Linked DNA regions of Mus musculus: regions 1 and 3 are each linked to region 2. The links are chromatin contacts, called in public HiChIP or PLAC-seq and promoter capture Hi-C maps. All regions are on one chromosome and are shown on one strand. Each heading gives the region's core, a stretch centred on a gene start, on an enhancer-like site or on the middle of the called end of the contact. The rest is flanking DNA. Distances are from core to core; before and after follow the strand shown.

What was found. HiChIP or PLAC-seq counts read pairs in DNA pulled down with a chosen protein or histone mark. Capture Hi-C pulls out chosen DNA fragments and counts their contacts.
Region 1: a contact with region 2 is called in a promoter capture Hi-C map of liver. The contact joins the promoter of Pfkfb3 here to the promoter of Il15ra in region 2. A contact is called at or near these places in 2 of 39 promoter capture datasets (hippocampal neurons and pre-B cells), 7 of 484 Hi-C or Micro-C datasets (CD4 T cells, CD8 T cells, the N1E-115 cell line and 4 more), 2 of 115 datasets of contacts at active chromatin or transcription factors (bone marrow-derived macrophages and large pre-B cells) and 3 of 9 other capture datasets (adipose tissue, liver and pancreatic islet).
Region 3: an H3K4me3 HiChIP or PLAC-seq map of the SCID.adh cell line shows a contact between it and region 2, with 14 read pairs. The contact joins the enhancer-like site here to the promoter of Il15ra in region 2. A contact is called at or near these places in 1 of 39 promoter capture datasets (neural stem cells), 1 of 484 Hi-C or Micro-C datasets (the N1E-115 cell line), 3 of 115 datasets of contacts at active chromatin or transcription factors (the SCID.adh cell line, bone marrow-derived macrophages and large pre-B cells) and 3 of 9 other capture datasets (adipose tissue, liver and pancreatic islet).

What each region holds. Positions count from the first base shown.
Region 1 is chr2:11,499,454-11,504,121 of GRCm38.p6, reverse strand. It overlaps Pfkfb3 (6-phosphofructo-2-kinase/fructose-2,6-biphosphatase 3), which reads left to right and starts at 2,032. Exons shown (of 18, transcript NM_001177753.1): 1 at 2,032-2,497. The coding sequence starts at 2,422. It overlaps Gm52500 (a long non-coding RNA gene), which reads right to left and starts at 2,112. Exons shown (of 3, transcript XR_003953759.1): 1 at 616-2,112.
Region 2 is chr2:11,702,815-11,707,357 of GRCm38.p6, reverse strand. It overlaps Il15ra (interleukin 15 receptor, alpha chain), which reads right to left and starts at 1,646. Exons shown (of 7, transcript NM_008358.2): 1 at 1,414-1,646. The coding sequence starts at 1,510.
Region 3 is chr2:11,561,405-11,566,003 of GRCm38.p6, reverse strand. No RefSeq gene overlaps it. Among named protein-coding and RNA genes, the nearest start is that of Rbm17, 39 kb to the left of the region's middle. Within about 2 kb of position 1,658, at least 13 of the 459 cell types and tissues checked have an H3K27ac peak or open chromatin away from gene starts, as enhancers often do. A contact at or near this core is called in the N1E-115 cell line and the SCID.adh cell line, where this site is marked.

The sequences.
Region 1 (4,668 bases), core at 783-3,282, 200 kb after region 2:
GAAATAAAAGATCGTTCTCCACTGGTACCATTCCCACCACGTTCTCCCTGGCGGTTCCCAGCAATCTGTTCCTAAGCTTTGACATCTGGCCATTTGCCTGGCTTGTAGGTGTGTGCAAACTCAAGCGGGCACCTGGGAACATGGCACAGGCCTGTAATACCAGGCTGAGAAAGGAGCAAGCTTGAGGCCGGCCTGGGCTGCATAGGAAAACTGTCTCAAACAAAGCAAAACAAACAGAAAACCTAGTGGAAACTTTACAAGCGTCCAGGTGCACTATGGTTATTGGGAGTCGGGAGTGGGGAGTCTCCTGGCAGGGATGCACTCTCACCCCCATCCCTTCCCCCTCCCCCTCAGCTTGCAAATACCAGTAAGGGAACCCTTCTGGAGACTACTAGATGTTTTCCTTGTCGAGTCAGTCCATTCTAATTTCAGGAGTGGAGCGAGATTCTCCCTTGGGCTTTCTAGGGTGTCACCTCTGGCATTTGCTCTCACTGAAGAAAAACAAGTTTAAATGTAATGCACCGGGTTTCTTTCTGAACAGCTGCCTGAGCACAGAAATCGGAAGGTCAGCAAAGCTGTCCTGGGGTTGGGGACAGGTATTGAGGAGGGTGGTACCGGAGAGCAGGGTGCAGGAATGGCGGTTAGAGCTGGGAGGTTCCCAAGGGCTACTCGCCAGGTGAGCTCCAGGTCTCCTAAGCTCGCCAGGCTGCCGGAGAAGGCAAGGCGGAGGCCCCAGGCGGGGCGGGCTGGGTTGGGAACAGAGCAGCTGCGCCCGCCGCCGGGGGGCCGGCGCCCTCCCAGCAGAGCATGCAGGACGTGCGCGACGTGTGGCAGCCTCTGCGCAGACTTTTCCACTGCAGTGTGGGGTTCCGCGAGCGCCTCCAATCACAGCTCAGCTTCACCGCGACGTGTGCAGCTTGCGCTAAGCAAGGCAGATCTTCTGAGCGGAGGCTTCCTTCGCTAAAATCACATTTAAAGTGTCTTGTCTCCACGGCCTCCCGTGCAGCGGTCCTCACCGAAAGATCCCTTAGATCGTCGCTGAATAAATGAACTCTGGCGGTTCAACGATTGCCTGTTATGCATGTATCTCCAGCCTATGCAAAGTGCAAAAATCGGAAAGGAAGCGAGGGCATGTTCACATCAAACAAAATATAGCCGGTGTGCTAGAGCGGGCGCGTGGGGGTTGGGTGGGTGACATGAATTTAGGATCTAGCTGTCCCTTGATAGTTACTTTGGGGCTCATAGTCCGGTAATGGGAGAGGGAATGGGGTCTACTTTTAATCACTACTTGCAGAAGGGGTATGGAATATGGCCCATGTTGAAAGGGAAAATAATACCAACCGCCCCCCGCATCCCAAAGTTCCTTTTCGGTCGAACCTTCCTTCCTTCCTTATTTATTTATTGCCCCCCTTCAAGCGCCAGGCACGGTAGCACTGAGTGAGGGGTAGCAACACTACCCAAGCATGTTTCCCGGGGATTCAGGAAAAGTATGCGCCCGTGCCCGGAGGTGGCAGTGTCAGCAATGGCAGGGGACATAGTGGGCGATAATGCACAGGTGTTACCAGGAGGCAGCTCTGACCTGCGTCTTCACTTGGACTGAGCCAGTCCCCAAATCATGTAACTATGGTGCATGGTGTTGGGGCTCCCACGGCTTGTAAGGCTGAACTGGGAAGATGCTTTTACATAGCTCTAGCTCTGTGTGTGTGTGTGTGTGTGTGTGTGTGTGTGTAGGGGTGGAGGACTGTCAACGAACCACATTGGACATTATCAGATCGCTGCTGCCTTCCAAGCACAGATGAGGAAAGTGGCTGGAATTATTTGGGGACTCCGTTCCTGTCTTGCGCCCTTAGGGAATAAACTTAGGGACGGAAAGGAGGACGAAAGAACCAGCCTGGGTTGCAGGAACAGAGCGTGCTGCTCTCGTCCACCCGCAGGGGGCGGCAGCAGGCTGTCTCTTGGCCTTGCCCACCCTTCTCTCCACGTGAAAGGGGGCTGGGACGCAAAGAATGCGGCCCGCCCCGAGGCTGACGCGCCGCGCTACCGGTCAGATCTTAAAAGGCCGGGCAGTGCGTGTGGCATCCCGACAGAACTGGAGAGGAGCAAGTGGCAGTGCTGGGTGTTGGGACCGTGGCTGTCACTGCGCTGGAGCATCCCTGAGCTTTTGAACAGAGCCGACTAGTCAGCAGTGCAGCAGCCGCAACTCCACGCCGCTCTCATCTGTCTCGTGTCTCCGCTCAGGCGATCCTTCCTCCGAGACTCCGCACAAAGCACATTTTCCAAAGCAGTGCAAGGGAGCGCCCAGCCGCGTGCAGGCGGACGCACCCTTCCTGTCCTTTGTTCCGGGGGGATCTGCTGCTGCTCTTCTCCCCAAGTCGGAGTCTTTCCTCCAGGGGTGGCGGGTCGCCGAATACAGCTACGAAGATGCCGTTGGAACTGACCCAGAGCCGGGTACAGAAGATCTGGGTGCCCGTCGATCACCGACCCTCGTTGCCCAGATGTGAGTGCAGGCAGCCACGTGGGGGGCTAGGTTGTAGATTGCGCCGCGTGCAGAGCCCGGCCATTGTGTGTGCAGCGGCTTTGTGCCGGTTCCCCTCTGCGGGAAGCGCACTCGTGCCGGTCGGCCCGGCCCGGCGAGGCGGGGGTGGCGGCCGGCTGCGTCTCCCAGGCTGGGCAGAAGGGGCGCTGTGGCTCCGGAAACCTCCTGTGTGCCCGGCCCGGCCTGGGCTCTCTGGGCCAGCGCCTCCCAGAGGCTGGAGAGACCTGGCTGCTCCGGAGTCACCCTGGCCGACTGCAGCAGGGGCGCGGCCGCCCACACCAACGCCCCCTTTTCTTTGGGTCTCCTCTGGTTCACGGTCTTTTTTCTTCCTCGGATCTTTGCACCTCTGTATATTTCCATCTTCGCCGTCACTCCCGTGACTGCAGATCCTTGGTTGCAGGGATGGTTTATGGGTTGGTGACTAGTGTTGTATTACAGACGCACTCGTTTACCCGGAGCACGGAATTTGCTGGCAGTTTCTCTTAGTGCCTCACCTGTTGCTGCTGTGAACGATTTGGGAAGGTTTCATTCACTTCCATCCCTAGATAGGAAGAGGTGCCTCTGGGAAGAGCGGATGGAATTGCTCTAAGGCAATGCTTCCCTCCCAGGCAGCAGGCCCAGGAGCCCACGGGGGTAAACAGGAGCGAGCTGCCCAGTGGACACGTTGCTCACATCACGTTTGTAGTTTGAGAATCTACTGGCAAAACTGGGAGGTGGTTTCCTGTCACCCTGGGACACTGGAACACCAGGCTGCAGGGTAGGTTTCTCTGCTGTCACGTTTCTCAGGATGGCCATCACAGGACATGACAGCTCTCGGAGCTTTGTGGGTCTGAGTCACTTACTGGTTTCCCTGCCTCCCTGTGGTGCAGTATGAGACCTCTAGCAGGTCTTCCCTGCTGGACCTGTGGGCTTCGGTGGAACTCTGTCCCCAAGACAGTCTCCTTTTCTTTTGCTCAAGTAAGTCAGAGGTAAGGGCTTGGCAAGGGTTCTTCCCCAAACCCTGTCAGACACGTTTATGCACCGGGGCCACCTTTATGAAAATGCCCCAGGGTAAAACCAAGCCTGTGGGACACCTATAATCTCATTACACTGTAGCTGGGAAACTAAGGTCAAAGAATCATGAACCTGGACTACACAGTGAGACCCTGTCAATAAATAATAATAATAATAATAATAATAATAATAATAATAAAAACAGGGAAAGTTGGTAAGTTGGTCAAATTTAGACAGCATGCTGCTTCTGGACTTTTTAGTCAGGCAGATTATAGCGTTTTCTATTTTTTAAACTGAAATTGGTCAAACAATAGGGCCTGGTTTTCTATGTATGTGTACAGCCATGTGATTGCAGAATACATTCTTCCCTTGTTTGGGTCTGAGAGAACCATGGCAGCTTTTGCAAGAACCCAAGTTCAGTGACACTGGCTCAGTGAAAGACATCACCGTGCAGCGGGGCCTCCCCCAGGCTGCAGACCCTGATCGCTAGATTCCACGAGCTTGCACGTCTGTCGGAGCTCAGAGATTTGCACAGAATTGCTGTTGGAACCATGTAGAGTTGAAAGCGGATGTGCCTAAAGCTGACAGATTAAGATGACCAGCTCGCTCACTTCTGGAATTCTTGTGTGTGAGACTGGTGTGTATGTGAAAGAATGTGTAGTCAGACACATTCTTTCACATACAAATATCTGCAGCCAGGGGTTTTAAAAGCATATCCGTATTTTAAATGTTTTTCCCCCCCTATACTAAATTTGGTTTTACTGCAATAGAGAAAATAGGTTTTTTTTTTTGTTTTGTTTTGTTTTTTTAAATAAGTTACTTCTTTTCTACTGACACTGGGAATCTTGTGGACAGACTGACTGTCTTTCCTTCCTTCCTTTCTATTTTTCTTTCTTCTTTCTGAGATAAGGTCTCCAGTGACCCTGGCTGGCCTGGCTTCAACTTAAATGGGATTAAGAGTGTGTGCTACCACACCCAGCCTCTTGTAGATTTTCACTCACCTAAATCTTTTTTTTTTTTTTTTTTTTAACTGTTTTTCAGAGCTGAATTGACTTAAACGTTCTATGATGTCTAGATGACAGTGAACTTGTGGTCCTCCTGCCTTCTCTCCCCAAACACTGGGATTATGAGCATTCACC
Region 2 (4,543 bases), core at 397-2,896:
TCATCCTGAAACACAAAGAAACATACAACTTAAATATTTGCAGTTTTCCTGGAGTCAGTTATGACCCAATAAGGCTGTTCTTAAAACCAAGATTCAGGTGCCAGTTGATGGCACCAGTGGAGCCCGAACTTTAGGCAAGGAGGTGCTTCCTCTAAGCTGAGCTGGACTGAAACCACATTCACTTTCAGACTATTTGGAATATCTGCAGGCTATTTCTGAAATCTCAGGACCATTCTTTGCTATCCAGTTAAGAGGAATTTACCAACACACTCCAGCTTTACAGATGGAGGGTGGGGACCCAAGAATAAATGAAGCCCCGTAACACCCCTACAGAGCCAACCCCAGGCTCAAGTCTGTGTGGGATAACTATGACCAAGTTCCAAGGAGACTGAGTCAGACGCCCATCACTGGGAAATCTTGCTTTAAAACACACTCAGGGCTAAGGAATTGCTAACTTGCAGGAAAGTCCATGGATGACGTCATTGTCCTCGGTCCCCAAATCCTGTGCACATTTGCAAGCATGTGCTTTCACACACATTTCTGTGCAGGGAGTACGTAGATTTTTTTAACAGACTCTGAAGAATTTCATGTTTATAAAAAGATGCGACATCCTGGGTCCGGACGTTGCTAGACCCAACTGTTCTCGCTCTTTCCTTCTAGACCTATTGGAACAAAACTAGGAGTCTCAATTCATTCTTCCCGAGATTAGATCTAGACGACACATTCTGGAACATGTGACACCCCTTCTTCCATGGGAAAACAGTCTCTCCTCCTCTCCAATCGTCCGGGCCCCAAGTTGCCAGTGCGCTTGAGAACCTGGACCTGTTTTGTAGCGTTCAGATGCGCAACCTGCCTGCTCCACACGTGGTTTTTGTTTGTTTGTTTGTTTGTTTTGTTTTGTTTTTCCTCCCGCGGAGCGCAGTACTTTGCCCAGTGCCTTCCATCTAATTTACTTTGACCTGAAAGTCATGAAGGGTGGTTTTTCCTCAAGCCCCTCCTGGAACCCCACAGGCGCGACACCCCACAGCTGCGCCAGGTGGGCTGGCAGAGGCACACTCACACATTTCTCTAAGTTCTTTAAGTCTTATCGAACTTGTCAGACCTGCTCTCCCTAAGTCGCCGAAACGCCGGTGGGATCGCTCAACTCCCTTGCACGTATGGTCCGGGAGCCAGTCTAGAGCAGGGCAAGGGGCCACTCTCTTATCTGCGCTCTCCCAGGCTCCCTCCACGTGTCCCCCCACCCCCACCCAGCTCCCTCCATCACCCCCAGACCCACTGCGATCCTCTCAGCTGGACTCCTGGCTCAGTTCCCAGAAGATGTGACCCCCACACACACACACACACACGAATCAAGTTCAGCTGGGCGTTGGGGTCCCCCTCTGCTCCCCTGTTCCGGCGCATGATGCTCCCTACCCGGCGTCACCCTCAGCGGGAGCAACAGTAGCAACAGCAGCAGCAGCAACACAGGAATGGCCTGGACTCCATAGCCCCGGAGCTGCGGCGAGGCCATGGCCAATTGTCCCCAGCAGTGACCCAACGGGACGCAAGGCTGGGGTCCCTGGGAGGTGGCGAGCTCAGCTCCAGGACCAGACCGCTGCTAAGGAGTATTCGCTTTCGCTTTTGCTTTAGCCCCCGGATTGCAGAGAGGTGCGAAGTGGTGACAGATCTGTGACTCAGCATCCCCACCCCTGCTTTGGAAGAAGCCCCGGCAGCCTGCAGTGACGCCCCCTCCCCAGTTGGGCTGCTCCTGTCCCCCGAAGCGCGCGCGGGGGCCCTCACCCGTAGAAGCCGGCGATCTCCCTTTTCATTCCTTAATGCTGTCTTCCCTGCAGAGGCAAACTCCTTTGAATCCACTCTGCGCCCACACCTGACTTCAGCCTTGTTCACTTGTCATCTGTCCTGGCTGCTGACCTTCAGATTTCAACTTTCAGAGTTTCCCTCTAAGTAGCCCTGAGCTTGACTGTCCGTGCTCTGTGTCCTTGGGCGACTGCATAGGTGTCGCCCCAGTGCAGCCAACGGGAAGTTCTGGGCGGACGATTCTACACCCGGGTCACTTTCCTGGTGCACTCGGGCTCCAAGCTGCTCCTGGCTTCCACACAGCTGCTCCTGGCTGCCTGCCTGCAGTGGTGCTGGCAGTGGCCAGGCCTTGGACACTTTGCCTTCTTCCGGCTGTACCTTTCCAACTCAAGAAAGTGCCAAGTGTTTGAAATGGAAGAAGGGGTGAAGAGGAGAGGGAGGGGAAAGAATAGAAAAAGGAGGAAAGACAGGGAAGAGGAAGAGGGGGAGAGAAAAAGATATAGAGAAGGAAAAGGAGAAGAGGAGAAAGAGGAGGGAGGAGAGGGGGAGGGGAGAGAAGAAGAGGAAAGGAAGAGGAGGAGGAAGAAAGAAGGAAGGTACATTATTCATCTTTGTACCTCACATATAATTTCTTTAGTCAATACACAACTCTTCAGAGTCTAAGAAAGACATCCCCTTCTAAGTGTGTGGATTAATTAAAAACAAAAAACAAACAAACAAAAAAAACTTTACTGGAATTTTAAGTCCCATACTGTGGAGGACCAGATCTGGGGAAGGGGTGGGGGGACAGACGGACATGAGTGCTCAGTCAGAAACGCCCTTAAATATGTAGATGTGGCGTAAGAAGACAGACACGCCTGCCTTTCAGTCTATAGGTCCCTAAATACAATCTGGCACCATAATGAAGCTACTGAGAGAACGCATGCTGATTCTGTTTGGAAAGAATGGAATGACGTGTGATTGAAGTCACCCATCCCCTAGGCATGGTGGACAACAGTGAGCTCTATACTTGACCCTCTTCCCTAAAGAGTCTTAAGATTGGCACAATAAATATGAAATACACACAATAAAAATTCAGAGAGAGGATCAGAAACCACATATTCCAGTCTCTTATAGTCAATGAAAAACCTGGAGAGATAGCTCAGCGGTTAAGAGTACTGGATGGAGAGAGAGAGAGAGAGAGAGAGAGAGAGAGAGAGAGAGAGAGAGAGAGAGAACTGTATGCTCTTCCAAAGGTACTGGGTTCCAACACTCACATGGTGCTCATCACTGTCCATAATTCTGGTTTCAGGGGATCCAGCTCCCTCATCTTTGGGCATTGCATGCACACAGTACACAGACAAATGTATAGTCAGCATTCACACACGTTTTTTAAAAAGTATAATGAATGCCAACATTTTATGTGCTTCAAACTTAGAAACACTCCTTTTATGATGGACATTTTCAAATATCAAAAAAGGAGAGGTAGCCAGGCATGGTGGTACACACTCCTGAGTCCCAGCTCATAGGAGGCAGAGTCGAGAGGACTAGAAGCCAGACTTACTACACAGCAACTTCATTGCCAGCTCGGGTCACATGAGGTTCTGTGTGTGCTGTGTGGGGACAGCAACATAGTTTCCTAGTGTCACCCTCAGCAACTCAATAAGTGCCCTTAATTTTTTGAAACCAAACTGAAATTTGTGGCTTCAATGTAGAAAAAGTGCCAGGACTGGACAATGTGGCACAGGATTAAATATAATAAAGATATTTTAAATTCAGGGTTCAGAGGAGGAGCTTAGAGAGTTAAAGCACACCTTAGAACAGGGATGGGTGTGGGGTTCTCTAAGAGGGAGTCACATTTCACTGCCTTTACAATGGTCACATGGAGAGTTTTATTGGATGTTGAAGCTATGTTCTTCCGAGAGAAGTTGAGGACCTTATTGATAAGTATGGTTTAGACCATCGGAAGACAAGACACCCTTACTACACAATGCTAACAGTCTTTTGGGGATTCTCCCACAATGTCCAGGGCAGAAATGAGTCCTCACCCCAGGTCACTCACACACACACACTCTCTCAAGCCTTAAGCCAAGGTCATTGTTACTTTAATATAACATATCTATACATGAAAGGAATGATATTTCTATGTCAGTAACATTTACATAAGATCTCATTTGGGTTGGAATTCTTGCTTCCTAGATGGTAAAGCTTTAACCAGTGTGGGGCTCCTTCTTGTGTTCCCTTAATTTTGCTTGTCTTTCTAACCTGCCTCAAGTTCTGTCTAAAAAAATCTAAAACAAAATAAAAAAGGCTGTGGTTATACTTCAGTTGGTAGAATGTTTGCCCAGCATGTATGGGTCCCCGAATTCTTATCCTCCATACTGCATAAACCTGGCATGGTGGCACATGCGCATGAGCTTAGCACTGGGAGCTAGAGATGAGAGAATCAGGAGTTCAAGGTTAGCTTCAGATTCAGAGAATTGGAGGCCAGCCTGGACTGCATGACACCCTGCCTCAAAAATAAAAGAAGACAAACAAAACAAGACAGTTAAACACACCCACTCATCATCCATCCAGATGGTGACCACAGGAAGTCTACTATTTTATCCAAGCAGGGACAGAACAATGTCTCCAACTGAGGCCAACATGAATGCCATCTTATGTTGTCCCTAAATATTCAAGCATGTACGTGCGGGTGATACATTAAAATGAAAATAATTAACAATATGTCTTAGTAACATCAAACATCTCCAATAAAACTAATACA
Region 3 (4,599 bases), core at 409-2,908, 140 kb after region 2:
CATTTTCTCCAAAAAGAAAAACAAGCCCGGTGGTGGTGGTGCACGCCTTTAATCCCAGCACTTAGGAGGCAGAGGCAGGCAGATTTCTGAGTTCGAGGCCAGCCTCGTCTACAGAGTGAGTTCCAGGACAGCCAGGGCTACACAGAGAAACCCTGTCTCGAAAAACCAAAAAAAAAAAAAAAAAGCAAAACCCTAAGGAGCTGGCAAATGGAAAAGGAGGCCTTTGTGTTAAACCTGAGGTAAGCATCACACACTGTGTATGTGGGCTCAAAACATCAGGTGACGCCGTTACTATGAATTATTAATTACTATGGGATAATTAACACAAAGTAACTAACATTTATAACATAATAAATAAGAAAGAAAAAGAGAAGCCTTGGTTACATTCTGACCTAAGGCAGGCACCCTAAGAATAAACAGGGTGCAGCCGTGAGTCCTGTGCGTTCTACTCCTCCTGGTGGTCCTAGCTTCACAGTGTTCCATCCCGTGGTTTGCTGAAGACTAGGTAAGCCCTTAAAGAGTTCCCAAGAGCCTTGTAGGTGTTCTTTCTTTCTGCAGCAGGGGTGGTGGTCCAGGGGCACACATTCACACAAGCACGTGGTTGGGCTACACCTGCTGGTACATCAGCATTCAGTCGGTTCCCAGCACCCACCTCAGGCACCTTAGCTCATGGCAGGCACGCACATATACATAAGTCAATACATTTCCCACATCCCACCAGTCAGGGAGTACATAAAAATCGTCATGGGTGGATGGATATAATATGGATGAATTGATTTACTGACACAGCATCTGAAGTGCATCCCAAACAGACCTTAACTGGCTATGTAGCCCAGGCTGCTCTGAAACTCATGAGCCTCCTAGCTCACCGCCTGAATGCTGTCATTACAGTTATGTGTCCTATGCCTGGCATTGGGTTTGGGTTAGACCGGAGGATTTGAAAGAAAGGATGTGCTGTCTGTGAAGTGTTGTCAGGCCAGGTCAGGCTGACGGAGGACATGGAGAAGCCCACAAGCTATCATTGCACAAGGCCCATTCCCTCCCACTGTAAACCAACTGCCAACTGAGAGCTGATTGCTTTAATAAACCACTCTCAGAAGGTAGAATTCTAACGACCTCCTCATTCCCAGTCCTTGCGTACAGTTACCCAAATCAGATGACTTGAAAGAGTTTTGCAGATATAATTAAAGCACTAAGAAGTTGACTTTAGGATGGTCTGAGACCGAGGGCTAGTGAGGTAAGAGAGGAAAATGTCTATCAGTAGGCTGGGGACGTAGCTCAGTTAGTAGAGAGCTTGCTTAGCATGCACAAAGCCCTGGGTTCCATCCCCAGCAGAGCATACACTAGACATAGTTAGCCATGCCTGTAATTTCAGCACTGGGGCATGCATGGGTGGGAGGCAGTGAAGCCAAGAAGATCAGAAGCCAACCTCAGTGCAGGAAGTAGCGATGAGCTGGAAGCCAGCCTGCCGGGCTAAAGACTTTGTCTCAAAAAGAAAAAAATATTGAAGGAAAATCTGCTGTGTCCTTTACAGCAAATGTTCTCCCTAAGTCAAAAGTGTAAAATAGTGAGTGAATCCAACATCCACTCCCTTGTCACCAGAACACGATATGGCTTTGCCAACAGGATGTTACATGGCAAGAAACACAGCTTCTGGGGTGGTGTTGGGTCGACAACAAAGGAAACAGAAGTGGCATGCTCTTCTGGTTTGCTCATGCTTTGTCCAAATGGATTTCAGGGCTGGGATCTGTTGCGTGGATAAGTCCACTCAAGTGAGGGATGCCTTGTAGAAGTGACCTTGAACCCGTGGGTTTCCTCCAGTTCTCTCGGTGTGGCCTAGAAACAGCCACGTCATAAGCTAGAACCTCGCTGGAAGGCCAGGAATGCAGATTCTTGGCGGGAGACCCTGCTATCTGTTTAACCAGCCCTTTAGGGGGAGGCAATACAAATTTCTACCCAGATTGAGACCTTTATCCTAAGGACCTCACGAGAACTGGGCCTGCAAACTGTGGCCTGTCGGAAGGTTGGAGAAGGAGGCTTACAATTCTGGGGCCAGTCCAGTTTGCACGGTAAGGCCCTGGCTCAAAACAATGGCAGAGACAAACGCGTGCGCACGCACGCGCGCGCATACACACACACACACACACACACACACACACACACACACACACACACACACATGCACACACTAAGGATTTAGAGGTGCGGTTCAGATGGTAAAGTACTTGCCTCATGTGTGCAGAACTGATGCCCAACACCAAATAAACAGGGCGTGGTGACACTTGTCTGTGATCCCAGTGTCTAAGAGGTGGAGGCAGGAGAATCAGAAAGTCAAGGCCATGCTTGCTACATAGCAAGTTAAAGAAGTCTGGACTATGCGACACCCTGGCTCAAAACAAATAAAAAATAACTTCAGGGCACAAAATCATTTCACCCAAGGTGACAGTTCTGTAGTGACAGAAGGAGCACGAGTGGACGAAGCCTGGCGCCTGGCCGAGATCCCTTGCTGTTAGGTTGGATTTTCAAGGCAGCTGTGTCGCGCCAAGAGTGCCCGGGCCGGGGAGCTTCTGATGCATGCGCATGCGCCAGGGCGAACGCGGCAGCCACACCGTTGAAAGTGTGCTGATGAAATTACAGTCTCTGACTCATAATTGTCAATAGGCCTGGGGACACGGTCTCAATTAAAAATGGCTCTGTATCTGTTCTCGGGATCTGATCATCAACAGAGGCTATTGACCACACTTCTGCAGCTGTTCTTCAACCTAAGGGGGCTCAACAGATTCACCCTTCCTTGACCATCCCGTCTTTGGGAGTTTCCCTCCCTTCCTCCCTCCTTCCTCCTTTTCTCCCTCCCTTCCTCCCACCTCTTTATTTTTCCCTCCCTCCTCCTCCTCTCATTGTCTCTTTTTGGCTCTGTCTCATATAACCCAGGTTGGCCTTGAACTCACAGTGTAGCTAAGAGCCACCTTGACCTTCTGATCTTCCTGTTTCTGTCTGTGACGTTGGCACTGGCTATCCTGCTTTGTTCTTAGTTTTGTTTGTTTACGGAACTACTGATCTAACCTTGGGCTTTGTGTGTATAAGGCAAGTGCTCTAGTAAGAGAATTCCATCCCAGCACCCAGCGGCCCTTGGGTGTTTTACAAGCCAGCTTCTGCTAGCAGGTGTCTTGTTACTTTCTTCAAGGACACACCAAAAGTTTTTAAACACAGACAGTTATCTTTGTTGGCCAGTTCTAATTGGTAGCAAAAAAAACCAAGTGTTTCTAGGATCATTCATCAACAACCAAAATCTGAGGGGTGCTCTCTGTTATTTGAACATGGAATGGAACAAAGCAGCCAGCTGCAGAATTCTTTATGTCCCCAGTTAAACAAACAACTTAGAGAGATCAGAATACATCAGTCCAGCTTGTTTCATTCATAACTCTTCTGGTGCTAATTGTGTGGGGTTTCCTCGATCCAACAACTCAGTCTTCAACTCTCCAGATGCCAGCTGGACACCCTACAATCCCATTAGTTTCTGTTGCTACCCAAAAAAATTGTCAAAAGCCAAAGTCTGAAGAGCCAAGAGAAGTGTTAGGAAAAGGGGGTGGGGGTAACTGGAGAAGTGGGTGGCTGGTGAGATGGCTGAGAGATTAAGAGCACTAGCTACTCTTCAAGAGGACTGGTGTTCAATTTCCAGAATCTACTTGGAAGCTCACAACCATCTATAACATCAGACCTGGGGTAACTTATGTCCCTCTTCTGGCCCATGTGGGCATTATACAAACATGGTACATGGGCATAGGCATATAATGAATACTTTAAAGTACTTGGACATTGGTAAGACAACTCAATGGGAAAAGTCACTTGCTATCTACTCTGATGGCTTGAATTTGATCCCTGGACCTCACACAGTAAAGAGAGCAGACTCCCACAAGCTATGCTCTTATTCTGTATGGCTGTGGCACGTGAGTGTCTACACACACACACACACACACACTCACACACGTGAAATAAATGGAAAAGGACAAAAAAGGAAAGTGTTGGAGAGTGGGGAGAAAAAAAAAAGGAAGGAAAGTGTTGAGCACTGAGCCTATTTATTCTTCTGTCCAACGTGGTTATAAAGATCCAGTGTCCCACTCTTCTGAAAACTCTGCCTTCATTTATTTCCATGTTCAAGTACTAGAATAACTCACAGAACTGCAGATGGCCACTTAGTATTATAGCTTTTTATTGGGAAAGGTATGAATCAGGAGTGGCCAGTAGGGGATAGATACCATAGCTAAGTGTGGGTGGAGCAAGAAACTTGTCTGTCTTCTGGGCTTACCAACTGAGAGTTGAACAGAATTCCATCCTAAGGTCCTTAAGTGGAGGTTCCCTGCATAGCCACAGTTGATAAGTCACTCATCACTGGTCACTAACTCTGCTCTCCCCACTGGTACAAGAGTTTTGGCTGAGGATACCAACCCATCTGAGGCTAGAAATGACCAGTCTGAAGCCCTCAGCTAAGAATTGAATGAACAACCAAATAATGTTTGTCTTCACAGGGTGGCCAACAGCAATATATCCTCTGAATGATGAGGTCACTGAGGTAGAGGGCACAAGCTGGAAGGAGCAGCG